Linked DNA regions of Anas platyrhynchos: region 2 is linked to region 1. A link is a contact called in public Hi-C data. All regions are on one chromosome and are shown on one strand. The core of a region is the stretch at or near the end of the contact, and the rest is flanking DNA. Distances in the headings are between cores, read along the strand shown.

What was found. Hi-C and Micro-C count contacts between places; a contact is called where the count stands out from the background.
Region 2: a contact with region 1 is called in a Hi-C map of subcutaneous adipose tissue, with 4 times the contacts expected there. The contact joins the promoter of LOC101796809 here to the enhancer-like site in region 1. A contact is called at or near these places in 3 of 8 Hi-C or Micro-C datasets (liver, skeletal muscle and subcutaneous adipose tissue).

Annotation. Positions count from the first base shown.
Region 1 is chr4:14,784,004-14,788,341 of IASCAAS_PekinDuck_T2T, forward strand. It overlaps FAM13A (family with sequence similarity 13 member A), which reads left to right. Exons shown (of 22, transcript XM_072037046.1): 2 at 1,152-1,341; 3 at 4,029-4,238. Among named protein-coding and RNA genes, the nearest start is that of FAM13A, 3.5 kb to the left of the region's middle. Within about 2 kb of position 3,023, at least 1 of the 8 cell types and tissues checked has an H3K27ac peak or open chromatin away from gene starts, as enhancers often do. A contact at or near this core is called in subcutaneous adipose tissue, where this site is marked.
Region 2 is chr4:14,971,452-14,975,305 of IASCAAS_PekinDuck_T2T, forward strand. It overlaps LOC101796809 (probable E3 ubiquitin-protein ligase HERC3), which reads right to left and starts at 2,263. Exons shown (of 23, transcript XM_038178627.2): 1 at 1,985-2,263; 2 at 1,248-1,380; 3 at 469-545. The coding sequence starts at 2,078.

The DNA of each region.
Region 1 (4,338 bases), core at 1,773-4,272:
TAATTTTTTTGTAAGGTTTCTACTGCCTATTTTTTACTAAAACACTGTAGGAATATATTGATTTTTATGCATTGCACTAGTGGTGACTTCTTAACCTAATAGACTGAACTCTGTGGTATCAGTGGCCCACTGTTCCAGCAACATGGGGAACTGATGTCAGCAACATGGGGAAAACATCAGAAACATCAGTAGAAATACTTATTTCGTCTTGAGTGAGGTTAACTGAGTTCTATTCTGCTTGTCTGTGTTAGAAAAATGATGCTTAGGTATGTATGGTAGTTACAACTGTGGTGGGTTATGTTGTTCTGCCTTTGGCTGTCTTTCCAAACCGATAATACCATATGATTATTTAGATTTCAGCATTCCAAAATTAATCCTAAATTATGTGATTCCCTCGGGTCTTATTGAATATTGTCTCATGTTCTTTCTGCCACTGCAGTTCAAAACTTGTGAGAATGTCTTCCAGATGTATATTGTGCCTCCAGAAGAAGCTATGGGATGTTTACATTTGAAGCTGGTCTGGTCCTTTCCCCACATATTAGATGTGATTCGATTACCTAGTCCCTGTTAACTTTGAAATCTCTGTACTTAAACTGCAGACTTAGTAGATACTAAACATACCATAAAATCTTTTGTAAGGGTCCATCTCAGCTGGCAGTGGCCAAAACGAATCCTCAGGGAGTAGCATTTAGAAGAAAGATGCAGTGAACCTTCCCTAGAGAACCCTCAGAGACTGACAGGCATTCTGGATACACCCTGAACTGATTATGTTGTATTGGGATTTTTCATGTGTTTGTCTGGTTGATTTTTGTTGAAACTGAACTGCATGAGTTACAAAAGCACCCTCCTGAGAGTCAAAGTTACTTCTTACTCTAGTAACAAGCTTGCATACAAAAGTATCTTTCTTCTTTATCCTAATTATATGCTACTTACACTCTTTTCCAGATATACACTCTTCTTTTTCTTTTTTTTTTTTTCTCTCAGTTACATTTTTCTACTTCACAGTGACTTTCCTATGAATTAAAAGGAAGTAAGACCAAAATCTTATTCTGGAACATAAAAGCCAATTTTGATGGATATGCTCATGTTGTAACCATGCAACCTTCTGCAACAAACAAGATTAATGCACGTTTTTCCTGTGTTTCTTTAAGCAAAGTAAATCGGCCGTGAGATTGAAGGAGGACATGAAGAAGATAGCCTCACTTCCACTGAACAAGCAGAAGGACACAACCCGTCCAAAGGTGTTTGGTGTGAGTCTTCTGGAGCTCCAGCAGCAGGGACTAAGCAAGAACGGCATCCCAATAGTTGTGCGGAATATAGTTGAGTACCTGACCCAGCATGGTAAGCTTAATGAAATTACTTTTACCTCTATATGTAAGGTCCTTCAAAGGGAAAAGATTTTTTTTTTTTTTTTTTTTTTTTGTCCTGAATAGGACTGTGGTGCTAACCACATGCAGCGAATATTACTGTGTGATTTGTTTCTTTTTTTCCATCTCTGGTACTGAATTTACTATTTAATGGGATGTTTATAAACTACAGTGTTATGAAACACCACATGCTCATTAGTAAGCTGTTCAGTTTTATAAACAAAGCGTATTTCATTTTGAAGCTTTGTGTCATTTTCTAGTTGCAAAACATTCGACTATTTCACAGTTTCTGACAGTGAGAAGACATAAATATCTATACAGAGATATTCATGTGCACATACAAATCCCATGAGAATACGTTACTGAATGGGAATACATGTTCTTGCAGGTTTTCAGTTAGATTTCAGTCATTTTGAACCCCCTCGGGGAGGTAGGTGTCAAATTCTTAGCCTTTGTTTGCATTCATTTCATGGGACTTCATTCCCTGTTGATGAAATACATCTAGAAATCTAGAGCACTGTTGGTGCACAGATGTATCCTGTAGCAGTTGTTCTGCCCTGGAAAAGATTTCATGGCTGCAATTTCATCTTGTAAGAAGCTGCATCTGTTTTTACCCTAAGGTCTTTCTTTTAGCTGCTCAGTAATGATAATCCCATTACAGAGTCTTAAGATTCCATGTCTGTCTTGATAGACCCTTAGAAGCTGGTAGATGCAAACACAGCATGAAAGTTAGCTTAGATTAAGGTACAGTGGAAATTTAAAACATAATCCTACCTATATTCCACAGTAGTGTTTTGCTTGATCTACTTCACCTTGCTTTAAAATAGTCTGCTAGAACAGTAAAAAATCAAGGATGGAAAGAGATCTTGCATCATTCAGGTTTAATCAAAACCAAAGTTGACAAACCCTCTTGATTGCAAGTTGTGGGCTATACTCTGCCTTCCATAAAAAGGTCTGCATCCCACACAAGTGTTTCCCAAATATGAACTGAACAAGCCAAGTCCTCTACTCTGCAGCAAGATTAGTTGGTCTTCTAAATGCCAAGGTGATTATCCAGTCTTGATAAGCATATAATCCATTCTCTTTCTCAAGACTGCAAGGAAGATCTCAAATATGCCCTCTTACATGGGAAATTTTTGAAATGGTTGTTCTGTTCTCACCCACAGTTTGTTTTGTGAAATAATGGTGATGTTAACCATGAAAACATTTTAAACAGAGCCCCAGGTATGAACACAAACTCTTAGGAGGCATCGTGTTCTGCCAAGCATGTTTACTGTTTGTTCGGTATGTCTCCTATTTTGCAAAGATGCAGTAATAGGCACCGTAGGCCTTTTTAAGTCAAGCCTTTTCAAAGACTCTCTTCCAGTTAACAGGGAATTGACTACCCATTTGAAAAAGCTGAGCCAACTTTTGGGTAGCTACATTCTTGAACAAAGTTTGTATTAAACTGCTTATTTTCAAATTTATAGGTGAAACCAAGTTTTCGTATACTGAATTTAGAAATATTTGATTACTGATCCAAGTGGGTTCTAGCCTGTATTTATTTCTATAAATGACTGTTTGGGAAAGAGCAAAGGACATTTTATCTGGGTGGGGGCTCTGTTCAATTTGTGCTGCAGAATTACTGAGATGTGGTGTTTCCTGTTGTCCCCCAGATGGCAGTACAGCATGTCACATTGGAGTGTTTTGTTGCGAATACAGGAATACAAGATCTGTAAACCGTATCTTACATTAGTCAAGTAAAAAGCTTAAGTGTCTGTCCATATTTTTCTTACTAGATCAGTTTGTTTGCTGATCCAATAAAAGAGATTGCTTTTCCTTACAAGGTCTGCTGCATCAGTATTGACTTCTTGGACTGGCAGCGTTCTGTCAGGCTCCTGCTTAGGAATGACCACTCTGAACTAATGAAAACCATATATCTTATATTTCAATCATCTTAGTGTTATGCTTCTAAAGAAGAATAAGCCACAGTATCAGAAAAAGCAGAGTTCTTGTGAAAATGTTTTAGTGAAAAATTAATCTACCAAGTTGAGCTTTAGGCACATGTTTTCCTAAAGTTTTTGAATCTCAGCATATGCCTAAAAAGTGATGCTTGATACAATATGATTCATCTCACTTCCTCCATGGAAACCTTCACTGGGTGTGGGTTGTCTGGCCTGAAATGATTGATAATTTTTATTTTCATAGCGAAATACTTTGGGCCTCGTGCTGTCCAAAATATGCATTTGGTCTCGAAGATTTTCTGCTATTGTGAAGCTGTGGTGCTTATTATAGAGTTACTGCTGCTGTGAAACAATTTTGAAAGGTTTGTAGAACCTGGATTCTTCTCAGTTGAAGTGTACTGATGCAAAATGCAGCCATCTCAATTGATTTCTGCATGGTGTGAGATATTTGCATGTTACAGCAATGCCAAAGGGTGTTGTGGGTTTTCATAGAGTATCCCAGGCCTCAAGATCTAGTCAGCAGTATTTATTAAGTTATCATAACCCAATACTTGACCATTGGAGTTTCCAGGGGAAAAATAAGATCTTTTTAAACTGCATAGTACTAATTGTCCTCCTTTGTATTGATGGTAGTGTATCATTCACAATGGAATATCTGTTTTATTATGTCAGTAGTATCTTAGTTCAGACCATCCTCACGTGTAATACATAATTATAGGTATGGCTCAAGAAGGTCTCTTCAGGGTAAACGGCAGCATGAAAATGGTGGAACAGTTGCGTCTGCAATACGAGCGTGGAGAAGAGGTGGAGCTAGTTAAAGATGGCGATGTGTACTCGGCAGCCAGTCTTCTGAAATTATTTTTGAGAGAGTTGCCAGATGGGATTATCAGCTCTGCCTTACAGCCCAAGTTCATTCAGCTTTACCAGGGTAAGTGAGAGGTAAAAATTTCCATCCTTCAGTGTGCTTTCTTTCGGGAGAATTTTGTGCAGACAACATAAGCAATATTCTCTGTTTCTTAGCTTACATA
Region 2 (3,854 bases), core at 1,013-3,512, 190 kb after region 1:
TGCTGGTTTCAGAGATCTGGCTCCTAAGCGCTAGGAGTACAGCAGCAGCAGCAGCAGCCAAATCTCCCTGTCTGCTTCTGCCCCCTTCAGGGCAGTGCCTGTGTGACTCAATGCAGCAAGAGCAAAAGCAGGGTGTTGCCTCTATTGCCATACTTTTATGAACCAAAGAGCTCAAACGTAAAAATGTGCAGGTCTGGTGAGCATAGGGCGGGGCAGCCACGTCTGCTCTCCACAACGCACCTTTGAGGAGGGGCAGTGCTGAGGAATTGGGGAAGGACAGATCTGCAGGTCCCCGAGAGCTGGGGAGGAAGGGCAGTGCTGACAGAGAGCAGTTTGTGTCCCCTATCCACTGCTCATTACTCGCTGGTGGTGTCACTAACTACTGCACACGGTTCAAGGTCTCCCTTCTGAGCGAGCCTGTCAAATGGGACTCCCATTTGGAGAAGAGGTGTGCATAAAAGAGACTACCTCTGCACAGTGCCATGGCGTGATGGTCCCCGCAGGTTATTTGAACAACTTCTTGGTTTCCCAGTTCTTTCACCAGCCTACGAAGATAAGGAAAAAATACCAAATCAGAACAGATGCTGTGCCATGAGACTAAGTAAAAGGAGGAGGATCCTCTGCTCACCACGACCTAGGATGTTTAGCAGTACTTATATAGAAAAATATCGGTCGTCTCTCAGTTGATTCACCCTGCTCTTATACAAGCCTCCTTCAGCTGCACTAACTGATTTGATTGTGGTTCGTGACAGAGGAAGCTGAAAGAGAATCAGTCTCATCCCTGGGCAAGTTAAGAGCAAATTCCATAAATGATATCCTGCTATTTCATTTGTAGATGCTGGTCACCCTCACAGATTAACCAGAAGGTGGTGAGGTTTAGGTGGGCCTGGGTCTTTCACACACAGCTTTCCTAAACCACGTGTAGTTCACCTGTCATTTGCAAACTGGTGTATCTATTTATCCTTACTGAGTTCTGAGAGGAACCTGTACTGTCAGTATCTCAAACAGCTCAGATCTTAGTGTTACCCTCGAGATCAGAGCATTTCTTGCTGGTTAAAAAAAAAAAAAAAAAAAAAAAAAAAAAAAAAAAAAAAGAGAGAAAGTTCTGAGTTTTAGAAATGCAAGTATTCTTGTTTCATTTTTGCAGTAAGAGCATGCCTAAGTTTCTTGACTGTTACCTTTAGGAAAAGGAGGCCATGTTCTATAACCATTGCAATGCATACTTTCACCCTGAGGAAGCTTCTTACCTTGGCTTAAAGCAGTCATCTGAAGATGCAGCCCAGTTTTTGGAAAGCTTCCCATCACAGGAGAAAAGGGGTGTATGTGTTTCATCGCAGTTTGGACATGTCGCCTTCTCCTTTCTCTGCAGCTGCACTTGTTCTACAGCACAGATAAAGACAGGCATGGCAGTCACACCAAGGAAGCAGGCACCTCAACCATCTCTGCTCCTCCCCCAGTATCTCCGTGTGCTACTGCTTTCACTGAGAGTTTCTGCTCCTTGGGAAGAAGAGCAACAAGCATAGGCAATAATTTCTCATGTCACTTGGGGCTTCAGTGTCCTATGCACTACTTTGTTGTCCTCCAGCCACTCCCCTGGCTGTCACTGGAAGACACCTCTCCATCTCTCAGATACAGGCTCTGAATACAATCCCTGACACGCCAGCAGAAGCACACGGATACTTTTGCACAGCCGTGGAGAGTATCCAAGGGAAAAAAAAAAAGGCACTTGCTGAGTTATCTGACTGCCCTAGATCCATCACACGCTTAGGCACAGGTTGCCTCGAAGCCAGATGTTTTGCAAGCAGCAAAATTCACACCTCGGCCATCCCACCGCCCACCCTTCTCACCTCCCCAGCTCAACCAACAGCATGCAGCCAGGCAGGGGCATCTCTCCCCATCACCCCCGTCTCCTCCCTGTCCCCTGGCTCCTGGCAGGGTCCCTGTCCCCCCACCCCCGGTACGCCGCCGGGTCCCCCCCCAGCACCTCCCGCTGCCGCCGGCTTCTGCTTTGCGCTGCGCTTCTGCTTCCCGGCCAGCTGCCGCCGCCGCTGCCGCTGCTTTGTCCTTCTCCCGGCCATACCGTGCCAGCAAGCAGCCCGCTACCGCTAGGCTGAGCCCCAGGCAGCTCCTTTATCCCTGCTCCCCGCCCCAGCCAGCCTCAGCTTTCGGGAAACGAAAGCGAAAGCGAAAACGAAAGCCGGGAGCCCCAGCAGCCAGGATGCTGCCGCCTGGAGGTGCTGAGCTGGGAAACGGGGATCTGCGCTCGAAAGGCTTTCCATTCTCACATGTCCTCTGCTGATGTCTGCTAAATCTCCCCCCCTGCCTCTAAAGGAGAGCACACGCAGGGCTACGTGACCGCCTTGTGCGATAAATGACGCCCGTGTTAGGGATCAGATGCATGGAAAGACATAAGAGCATCTTTATACCCAATACCTTTAACAGATGAACTAAATGCTTAAAAAAAATCATGCTGCTGAATGCTGAGCACAGCTGGGAGGATAGCAGGGTAAGGCGTGCTGTGAAAGTAGCACTAGGGACGTGATTTTACAGATTCTTACTGGCGTTGAGTGAAATGCTGCAGAAAAAAAAAAATACTGAGACAACAGAAGTGTTTAATGTGATACATTTAAATGAAGCAGAATGGAGTGAACAAAAAGGCACAGAAAGTCAATGTGGTGAAAAATAACAACAGGGTGGAGACGGAGAACACAGCCCTTTGACAGGGCTGGGGCAATGCTGTCCAGGGCAGGGCCCAGCCCAGGTCCTGCAGCACTCAGCATTAACCAGAGCAGTGCTGTGAGGCTTGGGACACCAAAGCACGAGCCGCAAAAGCACAGTCAAGTCCCTGTGCACCAACAGATGAGCTCATCTGTCCTCCAAAGAGAGCAAAGGAGCTCCAGACAAAGGCACAGGAATGTAGAGACTTGAGGGGAGGATATGAACAGAACAGTCACTAAAGCTCTTTCTTTCCTTTCAGAGCTACATCCATGAAGGTGAAAGTCACTCAGGGTACACACCGCAGTTCCCCATCGTACAAGTACCCCTGGGTCCTTGAGCAGAAGCAGTCCCACAGTTGGGTTTGCCTTTTGCCCACAGGGGAGCAAACAGCACTTGTCTTCCTAGCCTGTTGCCTGCAACACTACAGGGACCTCATCTCTTTCTGTGATACATAGGAAGGTCTTTTGACAATGAAATAGCAAGCTATGGCCTGTGAGGCCAAAGTATGGGCTGCAAATGGACACTAGAGGTCCCTCTGCACCAAAGCATGAGCTAACGAGTCCTCCCAAGGGAAGAAAGGTGCTCCAAGCAGAGGCACAGGAATCGCAGAATCATAAGGTTGGAAAAGATCTCTAAGACCATCAGTTCCAACCATTAACCTCGTACTGCCACGTCTACCACTAAACCATGCTTCTCAGTCCCTCTTTGGACATGCTCCAGCACCTCAATGTCTTTCTTGCAGTGAGGGGCCCAAAGCTGAACACAGGGTGAGGTGCAACCAAAAGCCAGAGCCAAGTACAGGGGGACAATCACTTCCCTGGGCCTGCTGGCCACGCTACTTCTGATACAAGCCAACAAGCTGTTGGTCTTCTTGGCCACCCGCCCCCAGTAGCCAGCACACTGCTGTCTGATATTCAGCTGGCTGCTGACCAACCTCCCCAGGTCCTTTTCCAACAGGCAGCTTTCCAGCACTCTTCCCACAGCGTTACCTGGGGGTGCTTTGCTCCCAGTGCAGGACCCTGCACGTGGCCTTGTTGAACCTCATGCACTTGGCCTCGGCCCATCCAGCCAGCCTATCCAGATCCCTCTGCAGAGCCTTCCTACATAGCCTCAAGCAGATCGACACTCCCACAAAA